Linked DNA regions of Mus musculus: region 1 is linked to region 2. The links are chromatin contacts, called in public ChIA-PET maps. All regions are on one chromosome and are shown on one strand. The core of a region is the stretch at or near the end of the contact, and the rest is flanking DNA. Distances in the headings are between cores, read along the strand shown. Region 1 overlaps Inpp1 (inositol polyphosphate-1-phosphatase). Region 2 overlaps Nemp2 (nuclear envelope integral membrane protein 2).

The links. ChIA-PET counts read pairs in DNA pulled down with a chosen protein or histone mark.
Region 1: an RNA polymerase II ChIA-PET map of effector CD8 T cells shows a contact between it and region 2, with 199 read pairs. The contact joins two enhancer-like sites. A contact is called at or near these places in 2 of 15 datasets of contacts at CTCF or cohesin (large pre-B cells and pro-B cells), 50 of 484 Hi-C or Micro-C datasets (3T3-L1-derived adipocytes, the 63-12 cell line, the BV-2 cell line and 32 more), 6 of 115 datasets of contacts at active chromatin or transcription factors (CD8 T cells, the HPC-7 cell line, acute myeloid leukemia and 3 more) and 5 of 9 other capture datasets (adipose tissue, bone marrow-derived macrophages, embryonic stem cells and 2 more).

The regions. Positions count from the first base shown.
Region 1 is chr1:52,797,711-52,802,223 of GRCm38.p6, forward strand. It overlaps Inpp1 (inositol polyphosphate-1-phosphatase), which reads right to left. Exons shown (of 6, transcript NM_008384.2): 2 at 1,575-1,826. The coding sequence starts at 1,778. Among named protein-coding and RNA genes, the nearest start is that of Inpp1, 18 kb to the right of the region's middle. Within about 2 kb of position 1,866, at least 252 of the 459 cell types and tissues checked have an H3K27ac peak or open chromatin away from gene starts, as enhancers often do. A contact at or near this core is called in the 63-12 cell line, CD8 T cells, the G1E-ER4 cell line and 11 more, where this site is marked.
Region 2 is chr1:52,651,795-52,656,545 of GRCm38.p6, forward strand. Nemp2 (nuclear envelope integral membrane protein 2) reads left to right here. Exons shown (of 9, transcript NM_001142647.1): 9 at 1-125. It also overlaps a transcript of Mfsd6 not described here. Among named protein-coding and RNA genes, the nearest start is that of Nemp2, 23 kb to the left of the region's middle. Within about 2 kb of position 1,752, at least 79 of the 459 cell types and tissues checked have an H3K27ac peak or open chromatin away from gene starts, as enhancers often do. A contact at or near this core is called in the 63-12 cell line, CD8 T cells, the G1E-ER4 cell line and 11 more, where this site is marked.

The sequences.
Region 1 (4,513 bases), core at 616-3,115, 150 kb after region 2:
TGTAGTAACCTGTGACCTAAGCATCAACACAGAGTGAACAGGGGACCAAATGAGGCTTTTGTCTCATCTCTGTGTCATGCTCAGATAAACACAGTTCATTCCTGACCCTGAGAAGACTCCCCCCACCCCACCCCCGCCCCCAAATACTGCTGACTGAGATGTTGCTGGTTTGGGGAAGGAGTTGCTTGACAGCCTTAAACTTGCCCATCCCAGAGGGTCAAACCACCAATGGCCACACCGCCTGCTACTCTTTTTTCTCTTTTGCAGAAGAGAACAGGCCTACAAGAGCTGGCAATCTGTCAGTTCCCCAGCCCCCACACCTGCTTACAGAGCTATTCAGAGGAATGCAGACAGAGGGGGCCTGAAATAGAAGTATCTAAAGCAGCTCAAATGGAAAGTATTTGTTTAATAAATTCTGGCATTACTTCATGAACAATTGCCTGGGCTTGTTCTATTGTTTAGAGGCACATATCAACCCATAAAATGTTGACATATATCCAGTCCAGTTGCCCAACCCGCCTTTGTATCCAAGGGTCTCCACTGGTAACAACAGAAAACAAGCTTCCTTCATTTAGCTCACCAAAGCCAGGTAGTAAAGGGCATGAAAAAATATATAGTCTATGGAGATTTTGTATAATTCATGTATTCTCTTCTCACACTGGTGGTCAAGATTTTACTGAATTCTACAGTAGTCCTCAGGTTTAAAAAGTTCAATAAAGATATTGAAGTGTTTTATATTATTTTCTATCATAAAGTTCCATCCTCCCAAATTTAAAAAAAAAAAAAAGAAGGTGGGGCGAGTTATATAAAAGACGACAGAATGCCCAGTGACACAGACTTAGAAACCATTTCCTATGTTGAAGAACTCAAGCTGTCATGCTGGGCAGCGTCAATTCAGGCAACTTACTCCAGCTCTCTGTGACAGCTTCATCCCAGTAGAACAATGGCTCTAACCTTACAGAATTCTTATAGGGGTAACAAAGTCAAGTCCATGCAGCCTCAGTGAGCACTGCTTGCTGGTGTTACTGCTACGACTCAAGAAGCCTGGCTTTTTCTAGCCATTTCCACACATAGAATCACAATCAGTGTTTGTCATGACCATATTTTTATAGTAGAATAAAGGGAGAGTTCGCCTAATTCCAAGCCCATAACCAAAGCAAAACATTAGATAAATGGTTTAGCTGAGAAGCCAAACACTGCTCTGAAATAAGTGGGTCAGAGCGTGGACACACAGAAGGAAGCGTCAGTGGCCCTCGGGAGCATGTAGCTCAGTGTGCTCTGGTGCAGAGAGCATATATTATTTATTAACAAGAAACCCATCAATAAGTAAGAGGGTCAATACCATATACTCAGGTTAGGAATCTGAGCACTCTCATCCTGTTTGCTTTTCTATACTTCAATGATTTCCTGCAAAGACCATTTTAATACTGTAATAAAAATAAGGCAAGGCTGCAAGGTGTTTGTTTGGACCTAAGAGAACATAAGAGTCAGTAAAAGGCCTGCTGTTTATTCTGAGGGAACCAGAGGAAGCACGGAGGCAGGTGTCCTGCAGCCACCGTGGCCTGACCTCTTACCTTGTTTTCCATGTTCTGTTTTATAACTTCCTGCACCAGCACATCCGCCAGGGTCTTGAAATCTGCAGCAAACTTCTTGTTCTTCTCTGCACCTTTCTTCTCCTCAATGAGCAGCTGGAAGAGGGTCTCCTGCTGCCTGCACGCCCTGGCGATGTTAGCAGCCTTCTCGGAGACACAGAGCAGCTCCAGGAGGATGTCTGACATTTCTAAAGCCTGCTTCTTTCTCAGCCTCACCCACCCTCTGGCTCACAGCTGCAAGAACACAAGAATATGAAAGAGAAAGCAGTTCAGGGATGATGTCAGGGCGTCTCTCCCACTAACACATAGCTGGCAGCAACCTGTCAGGGAAGCTGACCTGCTAGTGAGTCACCGCACATTTTCAGCGTGCAAGACTGCAGTTACAATCTAAAGATTGAAACAAACGTATTTCTCAAAAGTCTTGTAAACCAATTACACTCTTAAAGAAACTGAATGTTCAGTGAAAGAAAAAGAAAAAGCCTTGAATTAGAATTTATGTTACAGGGCCATAGCAAGACAGAGTGTCACGACGTCCGAGGAAAGGCAGATTGCTACAAGGTCCTTAATCATGACACAGCTTTATCTCAATTACATTGACGTAATTCTCTTCTCTGTGAGAATGGTGAGGGATGACAATCATGCTGCCAGATCCATGTGCTAAGTGGATGAGCAGCAGGCATTGTGTCTTCCAGACTCTGAGGCCGGTCTTGGGCAAGCACTATAAAGCAGCTCACAGCCAACTCCACTCAAACATTCCAGGGACATATTCCATCTGCCACCAAGTAGCAGCCTACACACCAAAGCAAGGGGACTTACACCTTGTTGGACTTGAGAAGTTCTGTCTTCTAAGAACCATGTAGTATGCCTACATCATTATTTCTATTCTTTATTTCTTCTCTCTCTCTCTCTCTCCCTCTCTCTCTCTCTCTCTCTTTCTTTCTTTCTTTCTAGACCTGGCTGTCCTGGAACTCATTCTGTAGACCAGGGTAGCCTGGAACTCAAAAGATTCGTCTGCGTCTGCCTCCCAAATGCTAGGGCTAAAGGTGTGTGCACCACACCTGGCTCCTATCTACTGGTGCTGCCTCAAAATGCTTCTGTGGTCCTCTTCCTGTTCAAAGCCTGAGTCGTTCTGCTTCCTCTGTCGTGAGATTACCCTGCCCTGTGTGACATACAGTTTGGAAACGGAAGCTTAGAGGGTTGAGCAACTTCTAAAAAAGGTTACACAAGACTAAAACATGGGGCTCAGAACTGCCCCCACACACCCCACATCAGGTTTCTTTATTATCACAACAGTTTCCTCTATGAAAAGAAGCTTGAGGCTGGGAACCACTCAGCTGTGAAAACACTGATGTGGGGGTGTGGCAAACTGTTAGAGCCTGCTTGTCTTAAGTCTGTTCAAAAAACAATTTTTTTTTCTTCCTGAGGAAATATGTTCCTCAACAGAAATAAAGGAAAGATGACCAACACGGAGAGATGTCCCTTGTCACAACTGCAGTTGCTTTACTGCCAGTGGTCGTCTCTGGAAGGCAGTAGTAGACAGGTGCTAACTCCCTGACACTGGAAACACACAGGCTTCCAGGGAGCTGCTGTCATAACTGTACCAAATCCCACCCAGGGCCCTCTTTCCTCAGTCAGTAACCTTAAGTCTTTCCCTAATCTCTGGTAAGAAAATAAGAGTTAAAATATCTTCATACAAGGTAGATTAAAATTATTTAAAGTAGCAAAGATGTTAAATAAACATGTTTTGTTTTGCTTTTGGGGCAGGTTCGCTCTCACGTTGTCAGATCTACTAGATAATATAGAAGAATTCAAGCAAACAGGGCTCCTTAAAAGCCCTTTATTCTTTATTTCAGATTCAAACCTGTTAGAAGATTCATGTACTTTGTTCTGGACCTATACATTAAGAAAAGTGGCATTCATAGAGCCAAGCCACTTGAACTCAGAAATAATTTACTGCATCCATTATATAAATACTAGCCACAAATGATGTCATAGAACAACACAGAGATGCATGCATAGTCTCACTGTAGCACATGAGCCACAAGAGTAGAAAGGTGGTGACCATAACTTGATTTATTAGCAAACATTCTGCATTATTGTAAGAGCAAAGAGCCAATGAACCAAGGGTATATAATGTAAGTTCCTTCTCATTTGGAAGAAGCATGGTGACACAAAGGAATACACTCCGGACTTGAGCAAGTTATCACATTCAACAGCATTAAATCTAATCTTTATCCCTCCCCCCATCTTTTTTTTTTTTTAATCTGAAAAAATACTGTAAGCTTCGGGTAAGAAAATACTGGGTAAGTTTCCACCCAGCCACCCCAGGGAACCCAGAGTTCCCCCACTTTGGTCCTGACTTCTCCTAGTAATGGTCATTTCCCTGCCTGAGCGGATATTACAAGTACAGGATGTAGCAGGTATAGGAACCTGGGCCACGAGGCGAGAATGCTCAGCTGTGAGCTGCACACTGATGCTCCAGAGGTCTGGGCTCTAGACGTTCATAGTTCCACTTCTGAGTTTTCAGGTCCTGAGTCACCCTGCTGTGTCAACTGTACCCTCTTTTTCTTCTGGCCCAGGATACCACTGTCACATTTTGTCAGACTCCAAGTTCCTTGTCCAGTTTCAGTTGAGACTTTCTCCAGCCAGCATAACCAACACGGCACTTCTCCAGCTCACTTCCTTTCTCTGGGGCCCCAGGTCTCCAGAAAACAACCTACATACAGAACTTTCTGAATTTCCAGCAGTGCTCCAAGTCTGTAGTGCTCCACGTCTGTAGTGCTCCATGTCTGTAGTGCTCCAAGTCTGTAGTCCTTGCTTGGGAAAGATGAAAGCAGGTGGGTAGTTTTCGGCCAGCTGGGATAACATAGCAAGTTCTTTGTCTCCGTGTACAACTTTCTAATTAGATGGTTGACCTACTA
Region 2 (4,751 bases), core at 502-3,001:
AACAGTGGTCGTCTTTTGAGAGAGCTGTTTTTCATGTTCATTTCTGGAAAGAATCATGGATCTGTCAGATTGCTATGTGAGAGCTGTGAGAAGCTAAACAATTAAAACATTTCTGGTGAAATGTTCCCTGGGCTCCGAGTCAGTGTGTATGACAAAGACCAATGACATTTCTAATGCCCACCAAGCAGTGTACAGTCCTTCCCTTCTGACCTTCCTCCTCTTTCTGAAGCAGCCAATGACTGACTGTCCTTCAATGGCAGCTATGTTTCACACCTTCGCAGACATGCACATACACACAGCAGAACCCTCGTTGTGCCCTTGCTTACAGCAGATGCCTCCCAACAGCACCCTGTTTGAAGCAAGTTGGACTGTTTGACACCAAATGTGTGGGTGAGAAGCAGCGTAGGTGGCTATACTTAAATGGTTTAAAAAATCATATCATTTGAATGCTAGTTTTCAAGGGTTTTAAAACACAGTTTACAAGCACAAAGACACTTTGTGAACTAGTTATGTAGTTTGCCAATAATATTTAGGGCTGAATTTTAGGGGAGTGTCCATGTGACAGGAAAATATTTGAATTTATGTCTTTTAAAAATATCTAGAAATGTAAGAGATTACAGATTTTAGGATATCTGATGGATTGTATCAATATATCTGAACATATACATAGTTACGATCCAGAGGCGATGCTGATCAATAACCGCCCAAATAGGATCTCACATTATCCTCTATTTGGGGATTCCCCACAATTAGATGTGTCATTTTTGGATTGGCTTTTCTGTCTAACCTGCAGTGGAATCCTACACATAAATCACATGGGATGCTTGTCTGATGAAGCCTGCAGCAAGACAGATGTCTTCAGATGACCCTGTGAGCAAGCTACCTTCACAGATTCCCCACTGGGTGACACTGCATGGATAGATGAGGTGCCAGTTTAGCCTCTGACTCATACCTGACTTCCATTCTCTAGACCTGTCTCCCATTAGGCAATCTGCAGTGTATCGCAGCTGGCAGAAGATAAAGGCACTGAGACTCACATAACCAGCAGAGTCTATCTCAGAAGACACATTTACCTGGCTCTGTACTATCAAGTCTCTCACTGAAACCTCAGTTTTACCCAGGAGGCCTTAGGCCCATATAAACTGTGACTGGCAAAGCTGACACTTCAGTCCAGACAGACTTCTGGCCCCAGGCCCACATTCTTGACCCAAGCACTATGAAGTCTCCAAGCTGCCCTGTGAAATCTGGGTCTAATCTTGAGCTACAATAGGGCGAGTGTGTTAGCGGCCCAGGGCAGATGGGAACCAGATGAGATGTTCACCTGGGCTGGCTCACATTTTCCCAGACAGCAGCAAGTTGCTCCCTTTTATAAGCCACAGCTGGCCCTGCCTAAGCTATATGATTTCTGATTTGAAAAAGAACTTTTCTTTCACCTCCCAATTCCTGTTCTCATACAAGCATCACTTTCCCAGATGTCCGTTGGCTTAGAAGTTCTGTGTCAGGGAGTTATTAAAGCTTTTGTGTAAACTACGTGAGTGGTTTAGAGTTTTAAGTGTCTTGTCTCAATGCACTGAAGGATGTCTGGATGGGAAATCACCCTTTCCCTCTCCAGTAATCATCTCTCATAATCATACTCTCACCTTCACAGAGTCACCTAACTTGGATCCAAGTGCTCTTGCAGAACTTAAGGAAGTAAAGGCCCCCAGACTTCCCATAAGTGATGTCTTGCATGACAGTTTGCATCACAGGAAGTGGTTTAAAGATAGAAACCCACAAAAATAACAGGAAGTAACAATCACTTTTCCTTAACATCTCTTAACATCAGTGGACTCAGTTCCCCAATAGAAAGACATTGATTAACAGACTGGCTACGTAAACAGGACCCAGCATTTTGCTGCATACAGGAAATGTACCTCAGTGACAAAGACAGAGACTACCTCAGAGTAAAAGGTTGGAAAACATTTTTCTAAGCAAGTGGTCCCAAGAAACAAGCTGGAGTAGCCATTCTAATATCCAATAAAATCAACTTTCAACCAAAAGTTATCAAAAAAGATAAGGAAGGACACTTTATACTGGTCAAATGAAAAATCAACCAAGAAGAACTCTCAATTCTGAATATCTATGGTCCAAATGCAAGGGCACCCACATTCATAAAAGAAACTTTACTAAAGCTCAAAGCACACATTGTACCCCATACAATAATAGTGGGAGACTTCAACACCCCACTTTCAGGAATAGACAGATCAGGGAAACAGAAACTAAACAGAGACACTAACAGAACTTATTAACCAAACGGATCTAACAATATCTATAGAACATTTCATCCTAAAGCAAAAGAATATACCTTCTTCTCAGCACCTCATGGTACCTTCTCCAAAACTGACCATATAATCAGTCACAAAACAGGCCTCAACAGATACAAGAAGATTGAAATTATTCCATGCACACTATCAGATCACCACAGACTAAGGCTGGTCTTAAATATCAATAAAAACAACAGAAAGCACACATACACGTGGAAGCTGAACAATGCTCTACACAATGATAACTCAGTCAAGGAAGAAAAAAAGAAAAAAAATGAAACGCTTTTTAGAATTTAATGAAAATGAAGACACATCATACCAAAATTTATGGGACACAAGGAAAGCAGTTGTAAGAGGAAAACTCATAGCTCTAAGTTCTCCCAAAAGAAATTGGAGAGAGCTTACAGGAGCTTGACAGCACACCTGAAAGCTCTAGAACAAAAAGAAGCAAATACACCCTAGAGGAGTAGATGGCAGGAAATAATCAAACTCAGGGCTGAAATCAACCAAGTAGAAACAAAACCAACTCTACAGAGAATCAAAATCAGAAGCTGTTTTTTTGAGAAAAATCAACAAGGTAGATAAACCCTTAGCCAGACTAACCAGAGGGCACAAAGACAGTATCTAAATTAATAAAATCAGAAATGAAATACAACAAAATATATCTTAAAATGATTCTGTTTGTTGAATATTAACAGTTGAAAATACTAAAATCATGTTCTACAAACAATAAAGCCAACCAACCAAACAAAAAAAGATAGAAATCCTCAGAGACACAGTAGGTACATATCCACTGTAAGAGTCACAAGCAGCCCATAGCACTCATACTGGGACAACAAAAGTAGCCTACAATCTTGTCAGGACGTTTTATTGGTAAGGCTATTGCTTGGGATGCTGATTTAAGGTTTTAGAGAATGTCTAGAAATCAAGAATAGAAACAAACACACATAGGTTTCAGGCACACAGAACTCATGGCTTGGCTATTTATGTCTTGTACCACCGTGGACGCTTTCCCTCCCACTAGGATGGGAAGGTGGTAGGCAGGGCTCTGGTGTTAGCAAGAGTTGAGTCTGTGTCCTGGCTCTGACCATGATCCCATAACTTAGGCCCTATTCGCTTAAGAATCCTCATATTTTCAATGGGGAAGGTTATGTATACCAGGTAGGGCTTTTGAAAAACAAATGACCTAACCATGGATGAACTTCCCCTTTTGCAGCTGCTCTACTTAACTGATATGCCGAGAGGCATATTGCTTAGGAGTCCCATGAGCAAGCTGCAAATCCCCGGGAGTGCTAGCCACCTGCCTGCTTTCTGCCACTGCAACTTCCTGCCACTGCAACTTCCTGCCACTGCAACTTCCTGCCACTGCAACTTCCTGCCACTGCAAGCTCACTAGGACGATAAAGTAGCACTGTCCTATGACTCTGGCTCTTGAGCTGTGCTGGCCTTTGGCATGTACTATTACTCTGCTTTAAGAATAGTCTAGTTACAGAGACAAAATTTGGAGCTGTGACAAAAAAGATGGACCATCTAGTGATTGCCATATGCAGGGATCCATCCCATAATCAGCTTCCAAACGCTGACACCATTGCACACACTAGCAAAATTTTGCTAAAAGGACCCAGATATAGCTCTCTCTTGTGAGACTATGCCGGGGCCTAGCAAATACAGAAGTGGATGATCACAGTCAGCTAATGGATGGATCACAGGGCTCCCAATGGAGGAGCTAGAGAAAGTACCCAAGGAGCTAAAGGGAACTGCAACCCTATAGGTGGAACAACAATATGAACTAACCAGTACCCTGGAGCTCTTGTCTTTAGCTGCATATGTATCAAAAGATGGCCTAGTCAGCCATCACTGCAAAGAGAGGCCCATTGGACTTGCAAACTTTATATGCCCCAGTACAGGGGAACGCCAGGGCCAAAAAGGGGGAGTGGGTGGGTAAGGGGTTGGGGGGGTGGGTATGGGGGACCTTTGGGATAGCATTGAAAATGTAAACAAGGAAAATACCTAATTAAAAAAAAAGAATAGTCTAGTTAATAGCATCGAGCCAAGTTGGGTTCACACAGAACTCTAGGGTAGCATAACTTCCTGCAGGCAGAGAGGAGCAGGACAAATCACTATGGTAGTGATTCCTAGCCTCAGCTTTGACATCCCTGAGTATTTCTAAGGATCTCAAGAGAGGTTATAAAATTCTCAAATCAAGTTTAATTGGAATTCACTTTAATATTTTTCAAGTGACATATGGCACTGTAAGAACAGGAAGAAAAAGTCACAAAGTCCACAAACTCGTGAAGGTGTCAGCTCAAAAGGCTAGAAATTACTGCACTGTTGGATCGACGCTCACAGTAAACATTTTGTAACGAAGGCATATTGAATTTGGTGTCATTCATTACAGAGCAGAGGATGTTCTCTTGTTTGGTCACGTGTTTTTCATTTACGAAATAT